Regions from separate parts of the Mus musculus genome. Here region 2 is linked to region 1. The links are chromatin contacts, called in public promoter capture Hi-C maps. All regions are on one chromosome and are shown on one strand. Each heading gives the region's core, a stretch centred on a gene start, on an enhancer-like site or on the middle of the called end of the contact. The rest is flanking DNA. Distances are from core to core; before and after follow the strand shown.

Region 1 (4,983 bases), core at 1,774-4,273:
GGAAGGTGCTACCTCCCCAATAGGTGACCCAATCGGTGGGATGTGCATGTTTAGTGGCAATATGTGGGACTGGACAGAATCTCAGGAGCCAGGCAGCCCGTGTGTGAGAGAGAAACTGGCTCCCAGGAGGGAGGGTGCTGGCTGCATACAGCTGGTCGCTGGTCGGAATCCCAGATTTGTATGACCTAGAGCATCAGGTCAGAAACTGAATTGCCTAGCTTGACCTGTGACAGGAGGGAAGGGACAGGACAGTGTGTAGCTCATGAGAGCTCCAGGCTGCTGGGGCTGAGCCTACACCCTGGTCTTCCTGTTCATATGGCCCCTCTAAACCGGGGAGAGGGGGGTGGGGGCAGCTGTGCATACACCAGGCCAACAACAGGCTGGGGCATCATTGGCTGTAAGGTAGTCAGGTATTGCTTGAAGTTCTACGACAGCCAGGGGACCTCAACAGCACAAAGAGGTGGCTGTGGGCAAGGAGAGTGGGTAGACACTTTCCAGACAGACATGTAAGAAGGTGTTCGGATCAGGGCCTAGCTAGGGAAGGGTATACCAGTCAGGTAAGAGGTGGTCCAGGGAGCTTGGGAAGCCATCAGGGGGATGGATCTGGGTCTGAGTCCCAGTGCAGAGACCCACACAGCCCAGGACTGATCCAGGCTGTGCGGATGTTTCCAAGGCTCTGTCGGCTGTTCTGCCATCTGCTTTCACACCCAACAATGGATGAGCCCCAGGGGACTCAGAGGCAGCAAGGGCCTGGCAGCTGCACTGGAGAGAGAGCATCCTCCTTTCCTCCCACCCCCAGTGCTGTGTTCATTATGGTCCCCAGCCTGGAGGGCCCGAGCCTTTCCGTCCTGTCTACCTCAGCTTCCCAGAACACATCCCTCATTAGACTGCCCTCCCCCTGGCAGAGGTTCCCAGTGAGTCCTGGCACTGCGGCCTCCCAGGCTGCCAGGCTAATACACCAGCTGGCCAGGGTCACCACAGCACTCTAACACCCAGGAAGCCCAACACCACGGGTCCAATCAGGCTGGTGTCTCCTGAGGCCTGTAGATGGCCATTCCTCAGGTGCTTCTCATAGTTTGTGTTCTATGTACACATCCCTGGATCTGTGTTCAAATCCCCCCTATACTAAGTACACTGGTTGACCTGAATTGAGACTACCTTAATGGTTTAATTTTTTTTTTTTTTTGGTTTTTTTGAGACAGGGTTTCTCTGTATAGCCCTGGCTGTCCTGGAACTCACTTTGTAGACCAGGCTGGCCTCGAACTCAGAAATCCACCTGCCTCTGCCTCCCGAGTGCTGGGATTAAAGGCATGCGCCACCACACCCGGCCCTTAATGGTCTAATTTGTTTGTACACATGTGTTCATATGTGTGCAAGTGCGCATATGTGAATGAGTGTGTTTGAAGAAGTGGCAACCTCTGTCCAGGAACCAAGCTATTGCCCCCCCTCCCCGTGCCCCCAAAAGCCCTCATTGAGTCACCTCTTTAAAGGCTCTGTCTCCAAATAAGCCACTATCTATGGCATCAAGCTTGGGGCTTCAGAATTCAAATGGGGGAGGGGGGTACACTTCAGTCCGAGGTAGGCACTGCAGGATCCTGGTTCTCACTAGTGAGCTATAATTCACACAGGTGGCCCTCCTCAGGTTCTTTAGTATTTTGTGGACCGTGTGGCTGTGTCTTCCTGGATGGAACTCCTCTAGGACTAAGGTGGAGTCCAGTCCTCTTGGTATTAAACACTTACATATAAACACTGCATTAATTTCCAGGCGTGGTGGCTCATACCTTTAATCTCAGCTCTTGGGAGGCAGAGGGAGGTGGATCTTTAAGTTTGAGAGTCTATAGAGTGAGCTCCAGGACAATCAGGACTACCCAGAGAAACCCTGTCTCAAAATAATAATAATAATAATAGTAATAATAATAATTAATAATAATAATAGCCCCTGCTGCCCTTGCCCGACACAACCCCTCACCAGTAACAGAGGCAGCATCATCAGCAATGGCAAGAGGTTTCTGAAGAAGTTTCATGTCCACATTCCCCAAGCCTCATCCCGATAGCCGTGAAAGGAAAGAGCTGGGACAGCCATTGCTTCAACTAACAACTGAGCTAGGTCAGGTCCAGCTTGCTCCAGGGTGGGGCTAGGATTCTGCCTGGGCCTAACCAACACTCCAGGGCTGTCAGGGAGCCTACCATTGGGCTGGGCTTCCAGGAAGCAAGTGATTCATGGTTGTCCCTGCCCTGCAGATGGACACAGGGCACCGACAGGATCAGACCTGTACCTTAGCCCTCTGGTACCAGGCACAGGCAAGGTAGACTTGGCCAGCTCCACCCCAGTCTGCAACAGCAGGAGAGCTGAGGGGGAGGGCAGAAGGCTCTCCTGTCTTCTTGAAAGCTGACTCCGCTGTGAGGCTTAGCTCTGTCACACCACAGAGCCCTGCACTCTTGGACCAGTTAGCATCTCCGAGGAGACTCTTCCTTGGTCAGATGTGAACAGATGCTATCACGCAACCAATATCTGAGTAACACATTATGCACAGAGACCATTTTAGACACTGGAGACCCAGTAAGGGACAAGCCCACATGCCCATGGAATTTTCACAAAGATGGGTAGATATGCAATGAGTGCAGTGCTGAATTTTGCCCTGCTGTGTCTTGGGATGCTTTGGCTGGGGGAGACGGAGTCCAGGAAGACCTCCCTGAGGTGGATATGTTCAGCTTGTCCCATGTTAAGCTGCATCAAGAGCAGCAACTCCGGTTCCCTAGGCCTGTTTGGGAGGGTACAGTCAGGTGACTGATAAGAAGACGCCTTCTCCCGTCTCTCTGGTGGCTGTAGACCCACAACCATCCACACATGAAGCTTCCACTCCCCTGGAAGGTAACCCCTGTCCTCTCCATCCTAGCCTTCCTTTGCCTACTGGGACTAACCTGCAGGACTCTTGCTAGCCGCCAGGAGACCAAGACCTAAAAAGAGACGGATGCCCAAGGTCAAATCGCTCCTGGGCGCACACCAGCAGTTCCACGGCCTCCTATCGCCTGCCCAGGACCGCCCGGGCAACATTTCTGCGCTGCTGGGACTCCGCCCGTCCCTTTGCAGCCCTCCCTACCCCGTCGCTCGTGCAGACCCAGCAGGACCCAGGGGCAGCCAGAGCGACAGACTAGTGTCTTTCAGGGCACCCGGCCGCTCCGACCGCCCTCCCCACAGCCAGGTCCCTCAGTCCCCTCCTCTGACCCCTCCCTCCCGTTCCTTCCTAGGCCTTTTCTGCTCCTCATCCTAGGCTCCCTAGACTCCTCTGTTTCTGATTCTTCTCTGGCCCCAAGTCTAGCTTCTCCTGTCCTCACCCTGGTCGCCTCCTCCCGGGTCCCCGCCACCCTCTCTGCGTACCGGGTGACGCAGCGCCGCCTCCCGCTCCCGCCTCCCCGCGTCACCGCCGGGCAGACTGCAGGGGCCGCTAACGGTCCCGCGCCCCCCCCGGTGTCCGCGCGCCCCGCGCCCGGCGGACGAGGCCGCGCCGGCGGCGATGGGGGCAATGGGGGCGGCGGAGCCGCTGCACTCCGTGCTGTGGGTGAAACGGCGACGCTGTGCCGTCAGCCTGGAGCCCGCGCGGGCTCTGCTACGCTGGTGGCGGAGCCCGGAGCCCGGGCCCTCCGCGCCGGGTGCCGGTAAGTGTGGCCATCCCGGGCTGGTGGGGCCGGCGCTGCATCCACCCCGGCCTGCGTAGCCCGAGCGCTCCGGGCAGGCTGGGATGGGGCGGAACTCGGAGGGAGGAGACCTGGGGCACGGGGAGAGGCGCCCGGGATACCGAGGCGCGGGGAATCCGAGACGCAGAGCCCGGGTGCCGGGCGGTCTAAGTACTCCGCGGCCTCTGGCGGGGAACCGTCTGGGTGCTGAGAGCCCAGATACTCCTGGAACTGGGATGACAAAGCCTCTGGAGGTGCTGGAGGGGGAGGGGAAGAGCGGACGTCCACAGCCCCCCACCCCCCATCCCGGAGCATCCGCGGGACCCTGGGGGAGGTCTGTTGCTGGTGCTGCCGTCGGGATGGCGCTGGCACACCTGGACAGGACTGGTTTCTGGTCATATTCTTCGTCCAATACAGTGAACCCAAGTACATACACATGTTTCTCTATGGGAGAAGCCCAGAGGGGCCCTGGCAGGGACTTCCTGCGATTAGGCAGTTGAGCAAGGGCCTTTGACTTTCCGATGGAGTGTACACCCTGCTCAGCCGCCCTCAGGGTTGAAAGAGGAGTAGCTTAGGCCAGCATGGGGAAAAAACGCAACCCACCCGCAGTGACTGGGAATGGTGCAAGGACACTAGAGCCACTCTCCCCGGTGCTTTGCTGCAGGTTGTCTGGTGGCCGACGGATTGGCGGAGATTTTAAAGATGTCATTCAGTCCTCCTTAAAAGGAGGATTACAGAAGATTGTATGTGGACATCTGGGCTGGGGGGCCTTGTAGACGACCTTGTAGACGAATTCAGTTTCATAAATTCCTTGCTCCATTTTGTTGTGTTTGTTTGTTTGTTTTGAGACTGTTTTCCTATGTGGCTCAGCCTCAGACTAGTATTACAGATGTGTGCCACCAAGCCCAACTTGTTATTCTCTCTCTCTCTCTCTCTCTCTCTCTCTCTCTCTCTCTCTCTCTCTCTCCTGGGAATGATAGAATCCAGGGCTTGTGGCTTGCTAAGCACAGTCTTTACCACCAAACAGCAAACATCCCCTGCAAGTTTCCCTTGAGAGCCTGCTAGGGGATGGACCTGGGGATTCTAGCCTAGTGGCTGATGGAGTGGGGCCTTTTCCACTTAAGGAGGCACAGAGGGATGCGTGGGGATAAGTGCATCTAATGGGCTTGGATCCCAATTTGAACCTCCGAGGGTAGGGCATCAAGCTTGAGTCCCAAAGGGGTGGTCACTCACCAGTGCAGACCTCACTTTATAAGGGTGGTGCTTGCCCAGGGAAACCTGGAAGGGCTGAGTGTTGATGGCGAACTG
Region 2 (5,038 bases), core at 818-3,317, 3.2 Mb before region 1:
TTGCTGTCTTCCCAGTCCATTCCTGGAGGAAGGATGGCCAAGAACCTGGCCAGAGACAGGAGACCTACGTCACCGGGTCACCAACTGTTTCAACAGTACACCACAGTCTCAAATACTAGCCAAGTTGGTGTGGCCACATGAAGTACGCATGCTGTGTGCTCAAAACCAAGGCTACAATTCAGTTATCTAGTGGTCAGAAACATCTTGAATTCCTTTGTCTTGATTTATTTTACATTAATTTCTGGTTATTATTTGTTCAGAAACCTTTACTGTCGCCAAATCTTTCACCAATCCCTACATTCAGCCAACCTCACGGGGTCATGCATGTCCCACAGGCTAAGAAGCTGACCTCTAGTAAGTCACAAAGGACAAGCTATGCCAACCCAGGCCTGACTTCCTGATAGGAGTAGTTATGTTAAAAAAAAAAAAAAAAGGCTGGAAAGATATGGTCTGGTCAGTCAGATAGCAGAATCAAGGCCACTTTCACCTAGAACCTCGGCCCAGAAAACAGAGCTTAGAACTCTTTCCCAGGCTCAAAAGCTAGCCAAAATAAAAAATAAAAACACCACCTAACATTTCCAGGCTGGTCCAGAGTTTTAACATTGCAACATAAAACAATGTTACCACCTACAAAGTTCATTCTCCACAAAGTTCACGGTCCAAAGTATTAAGGAAGTTAAAATACCCACCTGCACGTTTATCTGTCTGTGTCCTGACCCTGTACTCCTCTGCTTCTCCAGTGCTGGGATTAAAGGGGAGATAGCCTACATCTTTAAGCCAGCTCCCACAGCCTGGAGCAGGGGATGCCTCTCTCCAGCTCTCAGTGGGCCATGTAGGAAAACTGCTCATGGTTTTGACAATTCTAAAAAATTTTGTTTTGAAGTCAATTTTCTCTCTCTCTTTTTTTTTTAGGAGATCGGTCTGGAAACACCTCAGCTGTCTGCTTCACAGATTGCTCTTAAGGCTGCTCTCTGATTGGCTCCTCTGCTGCCACCCCATTAATTCTCTTACCACCTTTCTTCTCTCACTATGTAGCCTGGCTGGCCTGGAACCCAGTATATAGACTAGACTGTCCTCAGATTCACAGGTAATTAACCACCGATTTCAGTTTCCTGAATGCTTCCCCCGCGTTCTTATACACACACACACACACACACACACACACACACACCCCGCACCCGCACAATGAACTCTCTTCCCTTTTTTTTTTTTTAAGATTTATTTATTATATGTAAGTACACTGTAGCTGTCTTCAGACGCACCAGAAGAGGGCGTCAGATCTCATTACGGGTGGTTGTGAGCCATCATGTGGTTGCTGGGATTTGAACTCAGGACCTTCGGAAGAACAGTCAGTGCTCTTAACCACTGAGCCATCTCGCCAGCCCCCACTCCCTAGGCTTTCTAAAAAAGAATTATTTATTTTTTATGTGTATGAGTACACTGTGGCTATTTTCAGACACACCAGAAGAGGGCATCGGATCCCATTACATACAGACTGTTGTGAGCCACCACATGGTTGGCGGGAATTGAACTCAGGACCTCTGGAAGAGGGATCAGTGCTCTTAACCGCTTAGCCACCTCTTCAGCCCCATCCCTAGACTTTAAAGGAAAGTCTTTTCTTAACTCTAAGGTCTCATGTTCAATTCTCCCTCCCCTACACCGAAACTCGTAGCTTTGAGGCCCTTTCATTCTAATAAACCTCATCCTTCAGATGAATTATGGATTGTGTAAGCTTCCTTTCTAAGCTGACCATTAACGTCTCCCTCTTCCCGATATTTAACAGGAGAGAGACACACTCTCTCGAGAAAGAAAAATACTTTAAGTTATTGTGTTGGGTCACATTAATGGCGCTCATGCGGTCTATGCAGCGCTGGACACGCCGGACTGATTCTTATTACGCCTTCCAGCATCACATATACACCTGCTGCCTTGTGGAAAGGGGAATCGTTAGAACCTACGTTTTCATTCTTCCATTCACTTACCCCAACTGTCACCACAGGCTCGGCTAATCTACTCCCTAGTAGAGTGTCTCACACAGCAGCTGTTATAAAGGAGCCGCAAACTACCATCGTCCATTCATTGGCCAGAGCCTGGCTCGTAAGCTTTGCGGAGCTACTGTCCAACCGCCCACGGCGCTCGGGATTGGCCTACGTCACTTCCTTGGTTCCGGACACAGTCCACGCAGTAACTTGTTTTTGCAGAGACTGATAGGCGGATCGGGCGTGGCCCGAGCGCGCCCCACTCAGGGAAAGCTGCCGTCCCTCTTTGCCTTTGAGCGCCGCAGCCCTGAGAATCGCATCTGGCTTGGAAACGGTCCCAGGACTGGAGCCACCAAGAAAGCCGAAGGCAGTCGCGAAGAGCCGAGGACGCCCAGAGACTCTGCGGCTTCCGGGAAGCGGAACCGAGCCTACCCGGAAGGAGCCAACCTCACCTGAGGCTCGCTGAGCACCGGCAGGCGTTAAACCTAACGGAGCCCACGTCATGGCGGCAGACGGGACAGGGGTAGTCGGAGGAGGGGCTGTCGGCGGCGGCCTGCCCAAGGACGGTTTGCAGGATGCTAAGTGCCCAGAGCCAATCCCCAATCGGCGGCGCGCTTCCTCGCTGTCCCGTGACGCGCAGCGCCGAGCCTATCAGTGGTGCCGGGAGTACCTGGGCGGGGCCTGGCGCCGAGCGCGGCCGGAGGAGCTGAGCGTTTGTCCCGTGAGGTCAGGGGTCAGCCCTGGGGACCCTGGGGACACTCCCAGTTCGGTCGCCGTCAGTGCTACGCGGGGGGGTGGGGGGTGGGGGCAGGTCTGCAGCCTGCTGTGCTGGGGGGCGGGGTCCCCCTTCGGGACTTGGGAGGTCCTCTCGGGAAGGGTGTCTAGAGTGGGTCCCACCAATCGGGGGGACGACCCTTGCTGAGCCTGACCTGTGTGGATCTGCAGCGGAGGCCTCAGCAACCTGCTCTTCCGATGCTCACTACCGAACCACGTACCCAGTGTGGGCGGGGAGCCCCGGGAGGTGCTGCTACGACTCTACGGGGCCATCCTGCAGGTGAGGGAAAAGAAGGATCGTAACTTGGGAGTTCGGACATCTGGAGCAAGTGGTGCAGAAAGTGGTGTCTTATTTGTGTAGCTGAATATGCTGAAGCTCAAGAATTCTCAGTCAGTAAGAGCAGAAGTCCAAGCTATTGTAGATGAAGCCGATTTGGGCCAGTACCCACGTACCTCTGGCTTTTTCTGACATGAGCCCCTTTGCCATACATCTTTTATCAGGGTGTAGACTCCTTGGTATTAGAAAGCGTGATGTTCGCCATTCTCGCAGAGCGGTCTCTAGGGCCCCAGCTTTACGGAGTGTTTCCAGAGGGCCGCTTGGAACAGTACCTCCCAGTAAGAGCCCAGTTTTTGTTGTTTTTACCCCAAGTCTTTACCCTTCCCAAAGTCTGCCTTCACATCCCAGGTAGGGAAATTTCCCTAAGACCTTGATCTCCTCCCATCCCGTATCCCTTCCCCCTCCCGCCCCAGCCCCCTCACCACCCTGATAGGTTACTGGGTACAGAGCCGGCCGTTGAAAACTCAAGAGCTCCGGGACCCAGTGTTGTCGGGAGCCATTGCAACGAGGATGGCCCGTTTCCATGGTATGGAGATGCCCTTCACTAAGGAGCCCCGATGGTTGTTTGGGACCATGGAGCGGTGAGTCCAGTTTGGGATCCGTGCATCTAAAACTGAACCTCTAGTTGAGTGGATAGATACCCCAGTATCATGGACTCTGTTTCCCAGCCAAAGCCCAGTGACAGGACAATTTGGCCTGAAGAGTCGATAGAAGGGGGTGGGGAGAGATAGACAGAATGTTTCCCGTTTGGGCGGCTTCCAGGTACCTGAAGCAGATCCAGGACTTGCCTTCCACCAGCCTTCCCCAGATGAACCTGGTAGAGATGTACAGCCTCAAGGACGAGATGAACAGCCTCAGGTGAAGGCGGATGACATAGTGGGCGGGTGGGTGGCACTGGCATTTATCAGTGTCCTCTCCAGGATTTGTTGAGGGCTAGTCACAAGGCCTTATAGCCTACGCCTCTCTACCTCTACAGGAAGTTACTAGACGATACCCCGTCACCAGTGGTCTTCTGCCACAATGACATCCAGGAAGGTAGGAGAATGTATGTGAGTCTTTGAGCCCACGCCGAAAGAGGGCAGCATGCCCTGAAGTGACCAAAATCCCCATTCCCCTAGGAAACATCTTGTTGCTTTCAGAGCCAGACAGTGATGATAACCTCATGTTGGTTGATTTTGAGTACAGTAGTTATAACTACAGGTAAGTGTGGGAGGACTGCCTCCTGTGGGTCCTGTTCCTACAGGGTCCTGGCAAAACAGGCCAGGCCCTTCACCTCCACAGCCCCGCTGCCCATGGACTGAATGTTTGCTCTATCCTCCCAGGGGCTTTGACATTGGGAATCATTTTTGTGAGTGGGTTTATGATTATACTTATGAAGAATGGCCTTTCTACAAAGCAAGACCCACGGACTACCCCACTAGAGAACAGCAGGTATATAGTCTGGAGGTTGGGAAGAGAAAAGCCTTCTGGCTTCCTGTTCTGTTTCATTCGAAAAGAGGAATAAAGGCTACAGAGGGTGATATTCCAATCTCCCCAGTCCCTGACTCTTGTCCATTGATCTCAGCTCCATTTTATTCGCCATTATCTGGCAGAGGTTCAGAAGGGTGAGATCCTCTCCGAAGAGGAACAGAAGAAACGGGAAGAAGAATTGCTGCTAGAGATCAGTCGGTGAGAAAGGAGGGGAAAGGGGAGGGGAAAACCCTTCAGAAGAAAAAAGGAGGCCAGGCAGTGGTGGTGCTTAATTCCAGCACTTGGGAGGCAGAGGCAGGCGGATTTCTGAGTTCAAGGCCAGCCTGGTCTACAGAGTGAGTTCCAGGACAGCCAGAGAAACCCTTTCTCAAACAAAACAACAAAACAAAACAAAACAAAACAAAACCAAAAACAAAAAAAAGGAAAAGAAAAAGGAGCCCTGCAGGTAAGGTGTCAGGGTAGAGGTAGAAGACCACAC

The links. Promoter capture Hi-C pulls out the DNA fragments that hold promoters and counts their contacts.
Region 2: a contact with region 1 is called in a promoter capture Hi-C map of pre-B cells. The contact joins the promoter of C730034F03Rik here to the promoter of Cerk in region 1. A contact is called at or near these places in 2 of 39 promoter capture datasets (liver and pre-B cells).

What each region holds. Positions count from the first base shown.
Region 1 is chr15:86,184,181-86,189,163 of GRCm38.p6, reverse strand. It overlaps Cerk (ceramide kinase), which reads left to right and starts at 3,023. Exons shown (of 13, transcript NM_145475.4): 1 at 3,023-3,657. The coding sequence starts at 3,516. It overlaps Gm15569 (predicted gene 15569), which reads right to left and starts at 3,436. Exons shown (of 3, transcript NR_155352.1): 1 at 3,380-3,436; 2 at 2,923-2,958; 3 at 1,968-2,512.
Region 2 is chr15:89,427,044-89,432,081 of GRCm38.p6, reverse strand. It overlaps C730034F03Rik (a long non-coding RNA gene), which reads right to left and starts at 2,067. Exons shown (of 4, transcript XR_875570.1): 1 at 1,983-2,067. It overlaps Chkb (choline kinase beta), which reads left to right and starts at 2,155. Exons shown (of 11, transcript NM_007692.6): 1 at 2,155-2,705; 2 at 2,925-3,033; 3 at 3,255-3,368; 4 at 3,538-3,671; 5 at 3,853-3,948; 6 at 4,067-4,125; 7 at 4,209-4,290; 8 at 4,413-4,521; 9 at 4,655-4,758. The coding sequence starts at 2,482. It overlaps Gm44502 (predicted readthrough transcript (NMD candidate), 44502), which reads left to right and starts at 2,155. Exons shown (of 27, transcript NR_004843.2): 1 at 2,155-2,705; 2 at 2,925-3,033; 3 at 3,255-3,671; 4 at 3,853-3,948; 5 at 4,067-4,125; 6 at 4,209-4,290; 7 at 4,413-4,521; 8 at 4,655-4,758.